Linked DNA regions of Ovis aries: region 1 is linked to region 2. Evidence: chromatin contacts called from public Hi-C data. All regions are on one chromosome and are shown on one strand. The core of a region is the stretch at or near the end of the contact, and the rest is flanking DNA. Distances in the headings are between cores, read along the strand shown. Region 1 has its middle 77 kb from the start of KCNJ15. Region 2 overlaps KCNJ15 (potassium inwardly rectifying channel subfamily J member 15).

What was found. Hi-C and Micro-C count contacts between places; a contact is called where the count stands out from the background.
Region 1: a contact with region 2 is called in a Hi-C map of skin fibroblasts, with 1.9 times the contacts expected there. The contact joins two enhancer-like sites. A contact is called at or near these places in 3 of 16 Hi-C or Micro-C datasets (retroperitoneal adipose tissue, skin fibroblasts and tail adipose tissue).

What each region holds. Positions count from the first base shown.
Region 1 is chr1:271,233,639-271,238,544 of ARS-UI_Ramb_v3.0, forward strand. No RefSeq gene overlaps it. Among named protein-coding and RNA genes, the nearest start is that of KCNJ15, 77 kb to the left of the region's middle. Within about 2 kb of position 1,808, at least 3 of the 54 cell types and tissues checked have an H3K27ac peak or open chromatin away from gene starts, as enhancers often do.
Region 2 is chr1:271,186,581-271,191,144 of ARS-UI_Ramb_v3.0, forward strand. All of the region lies in intron 3 of KCNJ15 (potassium inwardly rectifying channel subfamily J member 15), which reads left to right. Among named protein-coding and RNA genes, the nearest start is that of KCNJ15, 29 kb to the left of the region's middle. Within about 2 kb of position 1,356, at least 12 of the 54 cell types and tissues checked have an H3K27ac peak or open chromatin away from gene starts, as enhancers often do.

The sequences.
Region 1 (4,906 bases), core at 558-3,057, 48 kb after region 2:
AGAAAATTTAAAGGACTTGCCCGAGGTCATGACTGAAATCAAGAAGAGGCAGATTCAATCCCAAGCGTCACATACTTAACCATTGTGCTCCTTGGCTTCTCCTCAGAGCAATCGTCATGCTCCAAATGCGGCGGGTTCTGGCCCCAAATTCAGAACCACTAATCTGTGTCCAAGAATCTTCCAACTTTGCTGTTCTTTATGGCAGACTTGACTGTTTTAACATTCAATATGTATTCAGCACTTGCCCTGGATCAGGCCTTGTCCACAAGATGGGCCAGCTATTTGTATGTTTTCCTGATTATACACTGTGCTGTGTGCCTAGTCACTCAGTCGTGTCTGACTCTTTGTGACCCCACGGACTGTAGCCGACCAGGCTCCTCTGTCCATGGGGATTCTCCAGGCAAGAATTCCGGAGTGGGTTGCCATGCCTTCCTCCAGGGGATCTTCCCAAACCAGGGATCGAAACCAGGTCTCCCGCATTGCAGGCAGATTCTTTACCGTCTGAGCCACCTGTCCCACCATCCAAGCAGTGTCTGTTTGCCAAGAATGCAGACTGGTGCTCCCTACACCCTCCTCTGTTCAAGGTGTCCTGTTCCAGGAGAACCAGCCCCACACTTTGCCCCAGTGTCTCCTCAAATCAGAGAGCCCCTACCATGAGCAATGCATGCCATGAGCCTCTGGGGACTTGGGCTGCCATTTCAATCTCTGGCTCCCAAAGGAAGGGAGTATTGTTCAGATATCCCTGCAACTTGCAGAAATTCACTGAGACTCTTAAATGTAGGGCAGAGGTGACTGGCATTTCATCCCATTGGCCCATCAAACATTCCCATCAGTCAGTCTGTGGGGAGACAGCTGGTACCCTGGGTTCATCATCCATCCTCCAATAGGACACTGACTGGTAGGGTAAAGTTTAAATCTTCCTGTTTTCCAATGACCTCAGCATCCCCATGAACAGGCTGTGAGCATCCCATTCAGGTGACCAAGTATGGTCAGGAAGTTAAATTTTATAATGAAATTTGCAGCAACGTGGATGGAGCTAGAGATTATCATATTAAGTAAAATAAGTCAGACAAAAAAGACAAATATCATATCATTTCTATGAGGAACTAAAAAAAAAATGATACAAGTGAACTTAGAAAACAGAAATAGGTGCATAGACATATAAAATAAATCTCTAGTTACCAAAGGGGAAAGGGAAGGGGTGAAATAGGAGTTTGGGATTAACAGATACATATATAAAATTGATAAACAAGAACCTACAGAGCATGTATGTAGGTGTACATATGTGCTATGCTAAGTCGCTTCAGTCATGTCTGAGTCTTTGCAACCCCATGGACTGTAGCCTGCCAGACTCCTCTGTCCTTAGGATTCTCCAAGAAAGAATATTGAAGTGGGTTCCCATGCCTTCCTCCAGGGGGTCTTCCCAACCCAGGATCGAACCCACATCTCTTATGTCTCTTGCTTTGGCAGGCAGGTTCTTTACAACTAGCACCACATGGGAAGCCCTGTGTGTGTGTGTGTGTGTGTGTGTGTCTGAATCACTTTGCTGTACACTTGAAACTAACATAATATTGTGAGTGAACTGTAATTCGATTAAAAGAAAGATATCCAAGGATCTCTGAGTAGTGCATTAACAGTGTCCAGCACAGTATCCAAGCCTTCCAGGGTGGCTAGAAGGAGGTACTTCCTGAAGGGAAGGGTTGTAGATGACAAGAATGGATTAACAAAGAAAACAGAGCTAAACGGGAGTAATCAGGGCTCTCGACGCAGGCCTGCCCCGAGGCGGGGACCAGACCATTGACCTTTCTGGGCCCACACATGTCTGCAAGCCTACCTCAAGCAGTGTCGAGTTGGTTAGGACTCTGTGGGTTTCATGTTGAAGATCAACCGCCCGCGAAGCTGATGGCCGTTGGCCAAGCCCACTTCCCAGCTGAGGACAACACGGCTAAAAGCAGCCTGGGCAGCTTCCTGGGCAGCCCATTGCTCTTACCGAATCACATTTTGATGAGCTGAGTGTAAATGAATGAGAAACACATGGATTTAATTTCCCTTGAAATTAGGGATGGGTGAGTCCAGCCACAGTTTGGAATTGCTGAAAATCTCCAACTCTTTTTTTTTTTTTCTTTTTTTCCCCAAGTGCTTTTGGTTCAGAAAATCCAAAACCAGGGTTCTGCAAAGCACATGTCCCCTCATTTGTATGAGGCTTCACGTTCTTTAAAGGGAATTTGATCTGCTTATTTCAACTTCTTTACACCTCACTTATCAAGATGTTTAATGCAATTTCCTGGAAGGGTAACTTTTTTCAATCTTTTTCATTTAGGGAAAGAAAACAATGGAGAAGGTTGAAAATTGTATATGCCAGAAAATGTGGGGTTTAGGGCCCAGAATTACATACATATGAGGGATGCAGTCAAAATTGTGCTAAAGGAATGCATTTGAAAATCTCTTGAAAAGTGAGGGAAAGATGGGTCCTTTCAATAAGGATAGGCTTAGGGGAAATCTGGAAAATACAACATCGTTTTAAATACATGGTCCAGATTTTCTCATCTCTCTCAGGCAGAGGAACTCTAGTAGCCACTGGAACATGGGGGAGAATTCTAGCACCCTAGCATCATCTGCCAGCATGAATCTCCATATCTCCATGTATCTCTACTTTTTATAAGATGTATGATGAGGGAGCTGCTGTGGAATGTTTCATAATCAGAGAGAGTAAAAGAAATGTGTTGCAGGAGGTGGGCGTGTATGGGGCAGGGGAACCCTCGGGGCCATCTTTGTTTCAGAGATGTGGCTCAGAGCACAGATTCATTCGTAAGCTCTAAAGAACCCTTTTCACTTAAAGGTCATCCTGAGGTTTCAAGAGACAAAGTAAGACACAAACAGGAAAGCAGCAGTTGTCCCCAACCCTGGGACAGTCTGTTTGCATTGTTCAGGAAGCACAAAACTCATCAACCCTAATGGCCCCACTTCTGTGCAGAGAGGGATGGGGAGTTAATGGAGCAGTGGACGTTGCCCAGCAGGAGAAAAGAAGGAAATGGTGGACTCTTTGGGAATCTGATCAAGTTTGCCTCAGGTGCCTAGGAGATATACCCTAGGAATTCCCAGGAAAACAGTTTGTAGTGGGAAGTTTATGCAGGAAGCAATAACAGAATAGGGTTTATTATGATTAATATATTCTCCATTTTAATCCCCAGGCTGGTGTACAAAGAGAAAACATAGGTTACACATCTCTTTAGAACTACTGATTCAACTGTTAATTTTGATAAAAATTTCTGGCTTTGAAAGTAGAAGACTAAAGTAGGGCCATTGTAGGAACAGTAACAATAGCAATGATCAATATTCCTTGGACACATGACATTGCCCAGTCTCCTTTATAGTTAGGCTGAGGACGTGTGATTGGTTCTGGCCAACAGAGTTCAAAGAAGAACTAAACCTCTATTCTGTTAAGCAGCTGGGATTTGTGGGTGGAGGGAAGCTTGTTTATTACACTTGCTAGTGATAACCAGCCCAATTAACAAACACTGTGAACCTTGAGTTGCTGATTTAAAACACATGATTGTGATGCTCTGATAGTAATAAAACTGGTGATTTTAGGCTAGACTCTTAGAAGTTTCTGAGACTGTAATGGTAACCTTGTATTGGTTATCTTAAAGACACAAAGTGAAGTTGCTCAGTCGTGTCCAACTCTTTGCGACCCCATGGACTGTAGCCTACCAGGCTCCCCTGTCCATGGGATTTTCCAGGCAAGAATACTGGGGTGGGTTGCCATTTCCTTCTCCAGGAGATCTTCCCGACCCAGGGATTGAATCCTGGTCTCCCTCATTGTAGGCAGATGCTTTACCATCTCAGCCACCAGGGAAGTTTCCCTTGGTTATCTTATTATTGCATAAAAAATGATCTTGAAAAGTGCTGGTTTATAGCAACTAGCATTTCTTATGGAGAAGGAAATGGCAACCCACTCCAGTGTTCTTGCCTGGAGAATCCCAGGGATGGGGGAGCCTGGTGGGCTTCCGCCTATGGGGTCGCACAGAGTCGGACACGACTGAAGTGACTTAGCAGCAGCAGCAGCATTTCTTATCTTGGTGTTTTGATGGTCAGGAATGTGGGAGTAGCTTAGGTGATTCTGATTCAGCATCTTTATGATGTGCAAGCAAGGTGTTGGCAGGAGCTTTAGTCATTTGAAGGCTTGTTTGGGGCTGGAGGATCCACTGATAATAGGTAGACTTGATTTCTCACTGGTTATTGGCTAGAGTTTTCAGGCTTCACCACATGGGCCTCTCTATAGTCACTATGAAAGCCAGAATCTTTCAGAGAGAGTGATCCAGGAGAGAAAGCAAGCAGGAATCCACCGTGCCTTCTCTTGCTTAGCCTCTGATGTTGTACTCTGTCACTTTTGCTTTTTTCCCCTGTTTATTATTAGTAAGTCACTAAATTCAAGAGAAGGGGAACTGACTTTCAAGAGCGTGTCATAGAATTTTTGTGGATGCATATCAAATCACACTACTACTCTAGAACAGGCTTGTAGGAAGCTGATGGGGATGGGGTGATTGATTGCCCCTAAGATTGGAAAGAGGGGCTTCAATGATCCATCATAGAGCAGGCTGATGGAGTGTAATGATATAATTGCTCCATTCTTACAATGCTCCCTGGTCTCATGAACAAGTAAAAGGAGCCTGACATGTTCTATTCAAACTATGTGGACCAGACCCCGTCCTGAAGCTGCATACTGAGATGGCAAGGTGAGCATGAAAGCCTTCATGCTTTCCAGGTCATTTATTGCGGTAAGTCACAGGCGGCTTTCTACGTGATGTGGAGGAAATTTATCCTCATGAAACAGGGGCCTGGCTGTGTAGGTAGAGATGCCGCCTTCTCCTCTGATGTAACCACCACCTGCTGACCTCCTGGTTTT
Region 2 (4,564 bases), core at 106-2,605:
ATGCAAAGGCTGTGGGTTCAATCCCTGGTCAGAGAACTAAGATCCCACATGTCATGCAGTGTAACAATAAAAAGTGTCCAAATCAAAAGAAATAGCCACCAAATGAATGAAATCAAATCAGTCAATTCAGTTTCTCAGTTGTGTCTGATTCTTTGCGACCCCATGGACTGCAGCAAGCCAGGCCTCCCTGTCCATCACCAACTCCTGAAGCTTGCTCAAAATCATGTCCATCAAGCTGGTGATGCCATTCAGCCATCCCATCCTCTGCTGTCCCTTCCTCCTCCTGCCTTCAAACTTTCCCAACATCAGGGTCTTTTCCAATGAGTCAGTTCTTCACATCAGGTGGCCAAAGAATTGGAGCTTCAGCACCAGTTCTTCCAATGAATATTTAGGACTGATTTCCTTTAGGATGGACTGGTTGGATCTCCTTGCAGTCCAAGGGACTCTCAAGAGCCTTCTCCAGCACCACAATTCAAAAGCATCACTTCTTCGGCACTCAGCCTTCTTTACAGTCCAACTCTCACAGTCATACATGACTATGGGAAAAACTCAAAATGAAGACGAATAGGACCCTGCAATAATTTTCAGGCTAATTGGGGGTGGGGTGGGGCACAGAATTAAGCAAGTGAGGAACCAATGCACATGTGAAAGTCATTGTGCTCCAGTGGAAACCTCTAATCCTTCAAGTAATCAATCATACTCTAAGAAGTAAACCATCCTTGGGAAGAAATCCGCATCTGAACATCCACGTGCTCTGAGGACACTAGTGAACTGTAGCATCAAGAGTCATCAACTGAGCGAGCTGAAAGGGTTAGCCCAGCTTCCGGGAGCATCTGACTCAGATAAAAGGAAGTGTTTCTTAATCCAGAGGATTTCAACACTGTGGAAACTCATTTCCCACAGAGTTACAACAATGTGCAAATATAAATCACTTCAAAGAAGCCGTTTAAAAACTTCGCCTGGCATGATACATGCGATGAAACTGCTCACATGTTCTGGGCCCTGTCTTTGACATTTATTCATCATTTAATTTATGGATAGACTATTAATCCACTTATTTATTCATTGACTCATTTATAGAGTCATAAGTATGAGTTATCTTTTTTTTTTTTTTTTTTGGTTTGAGCATCTGCTATATGCCAGGGGCTGTGTTACTGAGGGTAAAATGATGACTGTGGTCCAATCCATGCCTGCATGTAGAAGGGGAGAAGAAACACGGAGAGGAAACCACGATACTGTGGTGAGTGTATTCATATGACACTTTACAGTGGTAAAGGACAAGCGGGATCTTAAATGAAGAAGCAGTAGGGGAGTTAGCCAGAGGGGGAACCCAAGGGACCATTGAGGGATCTGGCTCTAGGAAAGACTTTGCAGGCAGGAGGGACATTGGGAGCAAAAGCAGCTGTAAAACGGTGGGGCAGCATAGCACATGGGGAGAAGGGAAAGTCACTCATCATTGTCCAAGCCTGGACCACAGAGGGAACATCCAGAAAAGTGACCAACATGTAGCTGGAAGATTTGGACACTGGGGAAACAGATTATAGACTTTAACATGTGAGACCCGAAGACCCGCCTGAGAACTGGCACGGGGCCCTGACTTGGACACATGCTACTTGTTGCAAGGCTATGGTTGTGGTTAGGGAGAGGCTGGCTCTGAATGGGAGGCAGCGTGGAGAGGTGTCAGGAGGAGCCAGCGGGCTGCTGAGAAGAGGGAAGCTGTGAAAGGGCAGGGGAGCAGGAGGGGGAAAGAGGGATCACTCAGGAGATAAAAGGGCACAACGTGCAGCCGTGGAGGAGGGGGGCGGGGAGGCAGACGCCCGCATCCGGGGCTGGGGTCTGAGGATATGCTCACAGAAGTAAACAACACAGGGTGAGGAGCACTTCCCGGTGAGGTTGCCGGTAGGGTGGCGCAATGCAGCTTAGGGAGCACTGCCTCTGTAGGCACAGCACCATCCGTGTCTTCCAAGGGTAAACATTGGACTGCACAATAAGGGACTGAGGCAAAGTCATTTTCCCTCCACTTAGCTCATCAATTCAACTGACAGATAGGTCTCTCTCTCTTTTTTTTTTTTTTTTTTGAGACCCCAAGCTGCTTTTCCAGAACTGGAAGATTCCAAGCTCCCTTTGTTTCTGTCCATACATTCACTCATTCATACATTTGCAAACACTAAGCCCCTGCCAGAACCTAGGCACCGGCATAAATCAGGTAACATACGATAGCTCACTTTCCAGTGAGAGGCAGTGGGCTGTGATGGATAGCCAGCTGGCTTTTGAGGCACAGACCAGGATCTGGATGTTGTCGCCCATACTAACTAGTTGTGTGACCTTAGGCAAATTCTCTAACTTACTAGAGGCTCCATTTGCTTATTTTGACCAGTGTTCTACCAGAGTTGCTCAGAAGTTTAAGTAAATGAACTGCTGACACCTATGTTCTCCACTGCTGGTAGCTATTAGTTTGATAATTATTATTGCAACTAGACGAATGCATGGGTCCATCCATGCTCAGTCGCTTCAGTCGTGTCCAACTCTTGTGACCCCATGGACTGTAGCCCACCAGGCTTCTCCGTCCCTGGGATTCTCCAGGCAAGAATACTGGAGTGGGTTGCCATGCCCTTCTCCAGGGGATCTTCCCAACCCAGGGACTGAACCCGAGTCTCTTACATCTCCCGCACGGCAGGCAGGTTCTTTAGTACTAGCGCCACCTGTGAAGCCCTAATTAGATTTCTTGTCTGACACTGGGACCCCAGCAACAGTCAGTCAGGCTCCTCTGTCTATGGAATTCTCCAAGCACGAATACTGCAGTGGGTTGTCATTCCCTTCTCCAGAATTAGACATATACAAGTGAGCATTTGCACTACACTGAGATAAATACTCTGGGAGACAAAACCACAGAGAAAGCACCTAACCCATGAGAACAGGTAGGGAAAGCACCTACCTAGAATCAGCAATGCTAGGGGAAAAAAAAAAAAAAAAAAAGACAGGACCTAGTGTTGCAATGAACAATGGGATGAATTAATTGCGGTTTTCTTTTTTGAATTGCGATTTTCTCAGGGTATATGCCTAGCAGTGGAATTGCTGGGTCATATGGTAGTTATATTCCTAGTTTTTGAAGAAATCTCTGTTCCCTTCTCCATAGTGCCTGTATGGACTTACATTCTCACCAACAGTGCAGGAGGGTTCTGTTGTCAGAGACCGGACTTGGAAGGTGGGATGAACAGAGAGAGTAGCGGTGACATATATACCACGTGTACAAAAAATAGCTACTGGGGACCTGCTGTGCTGCACAGGGAGCCCAGGCTGGTGCTCTCGGATGACCTGGGGGGCATGGGGGTGTGGGGGAGGGACTCTCCAAAGAGAGCGAGTATATATATATATATATATATATATATATAATTCTAGCTGATGCGCATTGTTATACGGCAGAAAGCAACACGACCTTGTAAAGCAATTATCTTCCAATTAAAAATTAATTTATAAATAAATACATATGAGAAAGCTGACGTGGGGTAGCTCCTCTCGGCCGCCGCCCCTGACCTTGGACGCGGGGTGTCTCCTCCCGGCCGCCACTGACCTCGGACGTGGGGTAGCTCCTCTTGGTCTTTCCTGCGCCATCGCAGCCTGGCACTGTCAGCCGCTGCCCCTTAACTCGGACGTGGGGTACCTCCTCTCGGCCACACTTAGTGCGCCGGGCTGCGGCCACACAAGACTCTACACATGGATATCACCAGATGGTCAGCACCGAAATCAGATTGATTATATTCTTTGCAGCCAAAGATGGAGAAGCTCTATACAGTCAACAAAAACAAGACCAGGAGCTGACTGTGGCTCAGATCATGAACTCCTTATTACCAAATTCAGACTCAAATTGAAGAAAGTAGGGAAAACCACTAGACCATTCAGGTATGACCTAAATCAAATCCCTTATGATTATACAGTGGAAGTGAGAAATAGATTTAAGGGCCTAGATCTGATAGAGTGCCTGATGAACTATGGATGAGGTTCGTGACATTGTACAGGAGACAGGCATCAAGACCATCCCCATGGAAAGAAATGCAAAAAGCAAAATGGCTGTTTCGGGAGGCCTTACAAATAGCTGTGAAAAGAAGAAAGGCGAAAAGCAAAGGAGAAAAGGAAAGATATAAGCATCTGAATGCAGAGTTCCAGAGAATAGCAAGAAGAGATAAGAAAGCCTTCTTCAACGATCAATGCAAAGAAATAGAGGAAAAGAACAGAATGGGAAAGCCTAGAGATCTCTTCAAGAAAATTAGAGATACCAAGGGAACATTTCATGCAAAGATGGGCTTGATAAAGGATAGAAATGGTATGGACCTAACAGAAGCAGAAGATAAGAAGAAGAGATGGCAAGAATACACGGAAGAACTGTACAAAAAAGATCTTCACAACCCAGATAATCATGATGGTGTGATCACTCACCTAGACCCAGACATCCTGGAATGTGAAGTCAAGTGGGCCTTAGAAAGCATCACTATGAACAAAGCTAGTGGAGGTGATGGAATTCCAGTTGAGCTGTTTCAAATCCTGAAAGATAATGCTGTGAAAGTGC